3 separate regions of the Mus musculus genome follow, and regions 1 and 3 are each linked to region 2. Evidence: chromatin contacts called from public Hi-C and HiChIP or PLAC-seq data. All regions are on one chromosome and are shown on one strand. The core of a region is the stretch at or near the end of the contact, and the rest is flanking DNA. Distances in the headings are between cores, read along the strand shown. Region 1 overlaps Prkar2b (protein kinase, cAMP dependent regulatory, type II beta). Region 2 has its middle 6.0 kb from the start of Gm33111. Region 3 holds the start of Pik3cg (phosphatidylinositol-4,5-bisphosphate 3-kinase catalytic subunit gamma).

Region 1 (3,232 bases), core at 594-3,093, 110 kb after region 2:
AGAAGAAGTAAATCTGTAAGTCACAGAAATGAATGTGCCTTGATTTGCTCGTTCATATTGGGCAGGTAGAAAGTAATATTGCCATATAGTAGATGCTAATTACAGTGAGAATTGGAGCAAGACATGGTACCAAAGAATCTAAGTGATGGTATAGCCCACTCAGTATCGCCACAATACAATGTCCTTATTATTAACTAAAAGAATCAGGTATTCCAGAAGGCATAGGGTAAGGAAGGGAGCCTTTTCCCCTACTGTTTTAGTATCCTTTAACCAGTAGAGTGAGCACTTCCTGTGTCCTCACAGAAATTGGGTAGTATTATAGTTGTCTTTTAAAATGTTTTAGAGTGGTTTTTGTTTTGTTTTGTTTGTTTGTTTTTTGAAATAGGTTTTACTATGTAGCTCTGGCTGTCTTGGCACCTGCTGTGTAGACAGGTTGACCTTGAACACATAGAAAATATTTTATTAAACAGAAAGGATATGCACTTACTAGTATTGACAATCTGGTTTCAGAGATCTTCGACTGTTTTACCTAACCAGAGAACAATATGGTGGATAGATGAGCCTCCGACCCTCCGTAGCACATGAGCAGGGTGTTCTTCACCTTAGAGTCAGGCGGGGTTTCTGTGGCAGTTGGTGTCCCTAGCTGCTCAGTTTTGTGAGGAACACAGATCGTCTCCCCACCTGATCTACTAGCAGTTCTGGTCCTCTGGGTAGAATTGTGGTCAGCTGGTAATTACACCTCCTCTTGGCTCCCTTTCCTAATCATATAGGAACTGTGCAACTGTGCATCTTCCTCCTCCTCCTCCTCCTCCTGCTCCTCCTCTTCCTCCTCCTCCTCCTCCTTCTCCTCCTCCTCCTTCTCCTCCTCCTCCTCCTCCTGCTCCTCCTGCTCCTCCTCCTCCTCCTGCTCCTCCTCCTCCTCCTGCTCCTCCTCCTCCTCCTCTCCTCCTTCTCCTTCTGCTCCTCCTCCTCCTCCTTCTGCTCCTCCTCCTCCTCCTTCTGCTCCTCCTCCTCCTCCTCTTCCTTCTGCTCCTCCTCCTCCTCCTTCTGCTCCTCCTCCTCCTCCTCTTCCTCCTGCTCCTCCTCCTCCTGCTCCTCCTCCTCCTCTTTCTCCTCCTCCTCCTGCTCCTCCTGCTCCTCCTCCTCTTTCTCCTCCTCCTCCTCCTCCTCCTGCTCCTCCTGCTCCTCCTCCTCCTCCTCCTCCTCCTGCTCCTCCTCCTCCTCTTCCTCCTCCTCCTCCTCCTCTTCCTCCTCCTCCTGCTCCTCCTCCTCCTCCTCCTCCTCCTCCTTCTTCTTGTTTGGTTTTGTTTTTCAAGAGATTGGGTTTCTCTGTGTAGCCCTGGCTGTCCTGGAACTCACTCTGCAGACCAGGCTGGCCTCAAAACTCAGAGATCTGCCTACCTCTGCCTCCCAAGTGCTGAAATTAAAGGTGTGTGCCCCGCATTGCCCAGCAGTTCCCTGGGTAAAATGCCGTCATGCCTTTCAGTTGGGGCCTTGGCTCATTTCTCCTTTCTCCTGGTGCCCTTCCACCGCAACGCTAGCCAGGGTTAGGGATAGAGCCTAACCCCGACATATCCCTTTGTGTACGGCAGAGTCATAGTTTTGATGTCACAGCCTTCACTAACAAAACCGCTTAGAAATCCACTCATTTTTTTTAAATTTTAATTGAGTGATAGGTGAGAGCCCCAGGTGCAGTCCAGTTCTTGCAGTGGGTGTGTTTTACAACGTGCTCTCCAGTCAGAGCCTAACCTCCCATTGGCATAGGAACCACTCCAGCTCACAGGAGCTGGGCTGCTGATTGAGGTCACCCACATAGTCAGTGCGTCTGGCCCACAGCCAGATCTCCTGTCACCAGCTTCTGTTCAGGCTCATTGCTCTGTCATGCACTGCCTGAGGCCTCATAACGTCAGTCAGTACGAAGAGCAGCTGCCACCTGTTTACAGACTTCCCACTGAGGCCCTCCTCCCACCGAGGCTCTCCGCTGGGCTGCTTTCACCCTCACCAGGGCACTTTGGTTTTATATTTTTTTCTTTTCTTTTTTCAGTATAAATGGCAGGGTTTAAAATACTGGTTTAAAAGTAATTATCCGTGGAACAAATTCTAGGGTGTTTCCTCAGAAGCACCATTCTATCCACAAATTAAAGGGCAACCATTTTCTCCCGTATTAGGTAATGTCTTTTGTTTCTGTTCCTGTAGATTTCTTTACTAGTCACAGTCTTTTCCTAATCCTTAAAAGCTGTCCCTGCCAGCTGGTGGTGCACGCCTTTAACCCCAGCACTTGGGAGGCAGAGTCAGGCAGATCTCTGTGAGTTTAAGGCCAGGCTGGTCTACAGAGTGAGTTCCAGGGCAGAGAAACCCTATCATCAAAACCAAGACCAAAACCAAACCAAACCAAACCAAACAAACAAAAAACTGTCCGCTTTTGCACTACCACATCTTTGTCCAGGATTTTTACCAACAGAATAAAGCTGCCTCCCAGGTACCCCAGCCAGCCTTGAAACCATGTTCTCTACTGAGTACAGAATGTGGGAAGACGGCTCTGTGAGAAAAATAGCTTATATGAGTGTAGGGCCTGGTGACCTGAGCACAGGGACGTGTAAATGGAGTCTGTTTTCTCAAGGGAAAACCAACACAGAAACATCTACAGAAAGACCAAGGCCGGAAGCTTGGTCTGATCTCCTACCACTTTCTAGTTTCAGCTTGGAGCTGACCTAAAGTGAGGGGTCAAGGAAGGAGTGTTAAGGCTTCATGGGCCAATATGGCCTAAAAATTCAATTCTGCTTGTAACCCAAACCAGCTATGTATAATAAAGACAACATTTGTGTTCTAATAAGACTTTATTGGCAGCTGGCCTGGGGGCCAGCTCCTGCCATAGTTTATAAAGGACTCATCAGCAGATTGTTAGAACTGAATTCCTTTAAAAAAAAATAGCCATTTTCGCTTGGTCTTAGAAGCCATGTACTTAATACATGTCTGTTAAGTACGCAGTCAATGACCTGGCATACCTCACAGTTCTTACTGTCTGAGACAAGTCCAGCTAGTGTTTGGTGTATGTTGCAGAGATGACTTTCTGCGCACACTCTATCCCTGACTCTAACTTTGTTTAGTTCCCTTTTCCCTGTGGGTTGTCCCTGTCCTGGTGTAGTTGATAGCCATTTCAATAGGTCTGGAACAGATGAGCACACACTGTTATCATCAGGGATAGGCAGGCAGCATCAAGATTGCATTGCAC
Region 2 (3,307 bases), core at 72-2,571:
GCTGAGCAAGTGGAATAGGTTTAAGGCTGCAGCTCTCAATTGCAGCCAGAGGATGCCTGGGTATCCCCGAGTCTGCTCAGGACAGCTGCCAAAGTCTTCCTTCTACCACACAGCTGTGTAAAGCCAATCTTCCTTCCGGGGGAGTACACCACAGCTGTATATAGCCACATTGTTTGTGGGTGACTCCTGATGCTTCTCCTTGGATATCAAAGGGAGTTGCAAAAATGTAGAACAATGCCAATAAACTTGCTTCTACGTTGAAAATATACCTATCTTTTTTGCAAAAATTTGGTGTTTTTGTTAACATGTAGCAGGTGTCATATTATAACCTTAAAATGATATGCTAAAATATGTTAACTTTCCTCTATTTTCAGTCAAATGCATTAAATAGCAACAGATACAACTCAAACAGAGACTCTTTGGCATCCTCAGAACTTTTAAAGGAACTTTGATACTAAAAGTTGTGAGATGAACTGAGCTAAAGGAATAAACCTTCATTTAAAAAAAAAAAGAAAGTAGAACACAGCATCAAAAATGAGTAATAGAAATGAATTTGGTATTAAAATGATGAGATCAGTGGCTCAGTTAAAGGAAGAAAGAATCAGAAAGAAAAATATATTTTTAACAAATGTGGGAAGGGAGGATGACATTTTAGGCAAAAGACTCACCTATGACACCAGAGATTTTGGGAAAAGAAAATTCAGACCAGTGCCTTTTCTTTTGAAAGTACTGTGGGAACCGGTTGAGGAGGAATTTCAGTGTGTTTGCTCTGTCCGCTGACAGAGGGAACTTTGTAAGGAAGAGACTGCTACAGTAGTAGTTATATGGATGAGCAAACATATCTGTAGATTGGCAAAGTGCCAGCTAAAATTAATGTAAGACCTTAAGTCACTGTGTGAATTGATTTTAATTAACAGTTAATTCAGGGAAAAACCTAAATGTTGAGTAATTGTGAATTGGTTACTCAAATTATGTCCTTCTGATGACACACTCCACCGTAACTTTCTATAATCAATAATGACTTGTAGAAAGGGGCACAAATGAGAAAGTAGTCTTAGAATATTTGGAAGTCTAGAAAAAAGGATGGGAAGGATTGATATCAAAAATGCTAATATTGCTTAAGTAAGTAATGGTGTGATTATTAGATTTTGTCCTCTTGTAGATTAACATATGCCACAAGTAACAATAATGATAATACCGTTACAACAAAGCTGCTTTGTAGAACTGAAAGTCGTGTTTTCTTGAGATGGTTCAGAGTTGGAACCCTTTCCACCCCCATCAGCCACTCCTGGGGACTCCTCTGTGGTTTCAGAAGGAAGCAGGTTTCTTCCTCTTTATTTGAACTATAGCTGTACTCACGTTGCTTGTAGATTCAAGGGCTCCAAGGTGTGCTAATTGGCTTTACTCTGCAAACCGAGAACCAGACAGTTTAGAGCAGCAAGATGAAGCCTCCGGAGTTGATGAATGCAAATGAACGGGGAAGTATATCCTCCAGGTTTCCTGTAGAATCGCGAGGCAGAAGACTCTACAGGTGCTTATCGTAAATCATTTATTGCCCCCATGGCATACTAGACACCTGGCAAGACTGTTGCCATGGGAACTCCAATGTTCATACTCAGTTTAGTTCTAGTCCCAGAAGCCGAAAGAAAAGTTCAAATTATCTTTATGTTACAGATGTGGGAATGCAAGCATTGGGATGCTAAGCAGCTGGCTCGGATCTGATGATGAATTCAATGAGGAAGAGCTGGGCTGAATCGGCTGATACCCAGCCCAGGCCACTCCACTCCATAGTTGGCAGATGTTTTCAGTATGGGTGTGGCTGGGCAGGGATTCCCTACCAGGGAGACACCAGGATAGCAGATACAAGCTCAAAGTGGGCACTGGTGACATTGCTATCTGGAACAGCTCTATAGGAAAGAAAGAGGACTTAGCTCCACAGATGGAAATTAATCTTAGGAGTGGAAGTCACCACTGAAAAGATTCCCCTTTGCCAGAGTCTCTCACTGAGCAAGCAGAAGTCTGAGCCAGCCAGTAAGAAAGGAAGCAAAAGAGTACACTACCCAGGGAGAAGGGCTGGGAAATATTTCACCCTCTTAAGAGTTTACTAACAAGTAGACCCCATGAGGGACGCACAGTCGGACTGCTTTAGTCTAACAAATATGACCCCATGAAGAACACACAGTAGGATGCAGGTGGGAAAGTCAAGGGGTTTTGAAGTAGTAACTGACAAAGGCAGTAGCAGCCAAGTTGCTTCTTTCTTTTGCATGTGGGTCATTTGCACACGTCCCTTTCTGATGCCCACTTAGGTTTAAGAAAAAAAGAGAAATAGAAAAAGACCTGCCTGGAGAATAGAAGCATTTTATGTAGAGGTTGTAGGGTAGGAAAACAAAGTCACAAGTAGTCAAAGGCTTTAAAAAGCAGAATTATTATTCCACGAAATTATTATAAACAGTATATCTGCCCAGTCTTACTCATGTTGTAAAAAAAACACTTAATTTTGCTTCACACAAATAGCAAAGGATTAATAGGAGAAAGGACTCTAACAGCCTGAGGATTCAACTGTTTATTTGGGCCCTGAGGAATAGAACATATCTCTGGACCAGAAGTCCGCACATATTCTGCAAAGAGTCAAATAGAAAACATTCCAGGTTTTTCAGGCTACAAAAGGCCTCTTCCAAAATGTAAAGTCACCCACAGCTTAGCTGCTCAGAAACATAAATCAATGCAAGCTGCTCTGAATTGTTACACCAAGGCTAAGTGCCACAGTGGGCAGCCAGGCTTTCCCCCAAGCCCCGGAACTTGGGGCATATTGCTCACACGGGATCTCCAGCCCCTGGAACGGTGCCTGGTGTGTATACTTGACTCCATGAATGACCACTATGTTCAGATGGCTGATGAAGTGGTACAATCTGTCTCTACCTCTCCCCTTCATCTTTGTAAGCTGAATCTACCCAATGATTTGGATGGATTCTTCTCTGCATCCTAGAATTCATAGTAACTTACCTTTGCTCTCTTCTGTCCAATCAATAATGAAATGACTAAATATCATGACTTTTTAAAAATAGGGATGAGTACACACACACACACACACACACACACACACACACACACGTGCACACACACACACGCCGCGCGCGCACACACACACACACACACATACAAGCCCACAAAACCAGTGCTTGGAGCTGGGGATTTAGCTCAGGCCTGGCATGGCTGAGAACCTGGGTTCTATCCCCAACACTGAAAAAATTAGTATTTGTTTATACACACACACACATAACTGTACTGGAAGAGAGCTAATGTGGAG
Region 3 (3,447 bases), core at 671-3,170, 120 kb before region 2:
ACAATATTCACTACAAATAGTAAATTTTAGTGGCTGTATGAGCAATTGAAGACGATCATAGGACGTTTAATCTCAAACCACCGGTAAGCCTAAAGTATTTGAAAGTTTAGTCAGAGAATTGACATTTTTTTCACATGAGTGAACTTAGCTGAATAGTCCTTTCAAAAGAAAAAGGACCCAAGAGCCTGAGTCTAGCATTTCTGAAAGCGTGCATATGCATGTGTGTGTAAAGCTGGAAAGCTGAGAATTAGTCAGCTCACAGTCCCCTCAGGTCAGCGTCCCCTCTGAAGAGCCCTACTCACTTCACCTGCTGTCAGGGCCCCCCCAAACACACACACACACACACACACACACACTGAGTGAAGCATAACTTGGTAAGTCTTCCCCCCTAAACAATTCAAGCTACCCTGAGACTTGTAAAGATACCAACCTCTCAAGGAAGTATGCTTACATAGAAATATGCTTTGGAAAGCTGAAATACCCCCTTTACATATCTGAAATTCAGCAGCCTTTGAATCAAGACTTGACCACTGCTATTGACTCTTAAACCACTATTTTAAAGCTAAGACCCAAAGGACTTTATCTTTTATGTACTGTTTTCCTTGTTGCTGTGACAAAGCATCCAACAGAAGCAATTTAAGGCAGAACGGGAGTTATTTTGGTTCCCAATTTGAGGGTACAGTGCATCGTGGCAGGAAAGTCATGCCGGCAGGATCATAGAGCAGCTGCTAACATTGCATCTGCCATCAGGAAGCAGATGAACAGGGCCTGCCGTTCTCTGGCTTTCTCCCATCCAGAACTGCAGCTCCCATGTTTAGAGTGGACCTTTATATACTTCACCTAAGCCAGTCTAGAGACAGGCTTATAGGGATGCACAGAGATTTGTCTCTTAGATTCCAGATCCTGTCACGTTTACAATCTGTACGAACCATCACAAGGACTGTGTGAGAGGAAATAGAACAGGTCAGAGACTCTATCTCAATATCCACGAAGCTCAAAGAAACTCATGAGGCTGTGCTTCGGAGGGCTGTGTGAGGCTCCTCTATCCTTCTTGCTGTTCCAGCTGGAATCCTTGACAGCCTAGTGGGGGAGAATAAGCCCTGGTATAGAGACCCCTGGAACAGGGGACGACTGGCTATGCTTAGGGTTGTAGAAGGAATTGAGGTTACTTGGAAAATATAGGACTGCTTTAAGAAGAATTCAGAGCCTGCCTCCTCCCTGTTCTCCAAGCCTGTGGAAACTGGAAGCCATCTCTCAGTGATTACCTGCCTGGAGCAGGCAGTTTCTAGCTCCCTAATGTCGCCAGGAGAGCAATGTCCTCCTGTTTTGTCTGACTAATTCATTTTCACACACACACACACACACACACACACACACACTCAGCATATCAGCAACAGGCACACACATTGCATGCTGCAGGACTTTCAGTTTGTGATATTTTGAGACTTGAATGGTCTAGAAGGGAGGCAGGGGGAGGTCTCACCAATGTAAGGAAGTGAGTTCCCAGGCTTTGCTCTTGCAAGCATCCAGACTGAGCCCAACAGTCCACAGTTACAACACACACACACACACACACACACACACACACACACTAGGGCTTATTCGAATTCTCAAAGGGAAATAGATTTCACTACAAGCAATCCAATACTGTGGCTACGCAGCCCTTTCTTCTACTTATTGCTAGCTACACACACGCTTCATTTGTTTATGCCTTGGGTATATTTTTGGTTTGTCTGAGTCTCTCACAATCTTTGAAGAGTTAATTCAAAGAGTGAGAGAAATAGTAAGGCAAACACCGTTCTCTGTTCCGCTCTGCTCTGTGTGTGCTTCAGCAGGAAATGCATTTCTGACACTTTTAAAATGAGCAATCACATGTATAATCAACTTGGTTAAAACTTCCTTCCTGGTAACTGCAACACTTCCTCTGCATCTGGATATGAAGGGAGCCCCAGAAAAGAGGAAGAGACGAGGTGCCCCGGGTAGGTCTAGATTCGTTTTTTTTTTTTTTTTCCTAAAGTAAACAAATGATCCTCCTCCGCATCACCTCCAGGGCTGCCTCAGGTACGACTGCTTTCTGTTGTTTGCTCTTTGCTTGGTATGACTTGGAACAGTAACACCTTCCTTCTCAGCTAGAATCTTTTTGTCTGGATCCATTGCCGGTTCAAGCTGAGCCAACCCCCGAGCGTCTGAGTTTCCTTGTCTCGGCGCGCTTAGACTGTGTACATCCACAAAGTTCCGTCCAGCAAGGGCTTGCAGGTGCACTAGTTCTTTCTGTTTTTGTTTGTGCGGAAAGGGGCGGCCACAGAGCCCGTGACGGACAGGCTCCAGAGTCGACCAAGTGCTTGCTTGGGAATTCTGTCCAGACAGTGTTTTTGTAAGAGGACAAAGCTACTTAGTCCCAGCCATGAGGAAACCCAGTGAGTATTTGGTCAGCCTTTTCTCTTCTGTACCTTGTATCGTGCTATATAGCGTGAGTTCCTGCTGTCACTGAGGCAGATAACTGAGTTATATTTGTATGCTTAAATTTGGACATGTTTTATTTTAAGTTCATGTCAGTATCAAAATAGTTTATGGTTCTTTTCTTTGTTGGTTATTCTATACTATACCAAAAGACCAAAGTGAATGCTTTAAGCTACCAAGCAACAGTTGTTTGGGACAGTTGGTTTCATTTATTTACTAAGTATAGCTTCATTATATTTTAAAAGGAGGGAGAATTGACTTTTAAAATAGTTTAACCCAAGAATTGTACATAAGTTGAGATCCAATGTAACTTGTCTTTTATAGCTTTTAATCAAGATCTCCTTTGGGGTATATAATTAACACTCCACTGTTCTTCAGGAAAAACTAATTATGGATCTCATTAACATCAATTAGAGAGTAAATGATATTTTCTGAAATATTTTGTTTCAATATTTGAATGTGGTTTAGAATATAATGTAGTACCAATGTAGCAATGTTAAATATTAAAATCAAAATTTTTATGAATCATTTTTATGGATTATTTTTTAGTTTTGGAACTCTGAGCATTTCAGTCATTAGTTGATGGGTTCATAGTTATGCTTAAATACCTTGTAGAGGGCAAATACCTAAATATAGGTAATATGATGGGAACAAATTTGTAAATTCCTGCTATGGAGATGAAAATATTAGGACATAAGGAAACTGAATTATTGTTTCGGGTCATGGGAGGGCAGGAATCACGTCTTCTACTGTGTCCCCTCTAAAGCAGAGGCAGGCCAAACCAACTGGCTCAGTTAAAATTACCTAAAAGTTCATATTGGTAAAGTCCATGTATGTTAGCACCTCCCCCTGCCCTAATATAGCAGTGATAGCTGGAATGCTCTGCATTCCATGACCAAAATGGTATGTGTGGGGACACGGCTTTGATTACAATCTTCACCAGTTTTACTACACTTGAGTTTTATGAATGGAATGACTAGCTTTCTT

Evidence for each region. A called contact is a pair of places that touch in the nucleus more often than the background predicts. HiChIP or PLAC-seq counts read pairs in DNA pulled down with a chosen protein or histone mark.
Region 1: a contact with region 2 is called in a Hi-C map of bone marrow-derived macrophages, with 38 read pairs. The contact joins two enhancer-like sites. A contact is called at or near these places in 3 of 15 datasets of contacts at CTCF or cohesin (CD8 T cells, the NIH/3T3 cell line and large pre-B cells), 8 of 484 Hi-C or Micro-C datasets (bone marrow-derived macrophages, cerebral cortex, cranial neural crest and 4 more), 5 of 115 datasets of contacts at active chromatin or transcription factors (bone marrow-derived macrophages, a colorectal cancer cell line, double positive thymocytes and 2 more) and 1 of 9 other capture datasets (embryonic stem cells).
Region 3: an H3K27ac HiChIP or PLAC-seq map of the HPC-7 cell line shows a contact between it and region 2, with 5 times the contacts expected there. The contact joins the promoter of Pik3cg here to the enhancer-like site in region 2. A contact is called at or near these places in 1 of 39 promoter capture datasets (macrophages), 2 of 484 Hi-C or Micro-C datasets (natural killer cells and neurons), 4 of 115 datasets of contacts at active chromatin or transcription factors (CD8 T cells, the HPC-7 cell line, bone marrow-derived macrophages and 1 more) and 4 of 9 other capture datasets (adipose tissue, embryonic stem cells, liver and 1 more).

The regions. Positions count from the first base shown.
Region 1 is chr12:31,972,297-31,975,528 of GRCm38.p6, reverse strand. All of the region lies in intron 5 of Prkar2b (protein kinase, cAMP dependent regulatory, type II beta), which reads left to right. Among named protein-coding and RNA genes, the nearest start is that of Hbp1, 24 kb to the right of the region's middle. Within about 2 kb of position 1,843, at least 137 of the 459 cell types and tissues checked have an H3K27ac peak or open chromatin away from gene starts, as enhancers often do.
Region 2 is chr12:32,085,560-32,088,866 of GRCm38.p6, reverse strand. No RefSeq gene overlaps it. Among named protein-coding and RNA genes, the nearest start is that of Gm33111, 6.0 kb to the right of the region's middle. Within about 2 kb of position 1,321, at least 43 of the 459 cell types and tissues checked have an H3K27ac peak or open chromatin away from gene starts, as enhancers often do. A contact at or near this core is called in the HPC-7 cell line and bone marrow-derived macrophages, where this site is marked.
Region 3 is chr12:32,207,132-32,210,578 of GRCm38.p6, reverse strand. It overlaps Pik3cg (phosphatidylinositol-4,5-bisphosphate 3-kinase catalytic subunit gamma), which reads left to right and starts at 1,920. Exons shown (of 11, transcript NM_001146200.2): 1 at 1,920-2,061.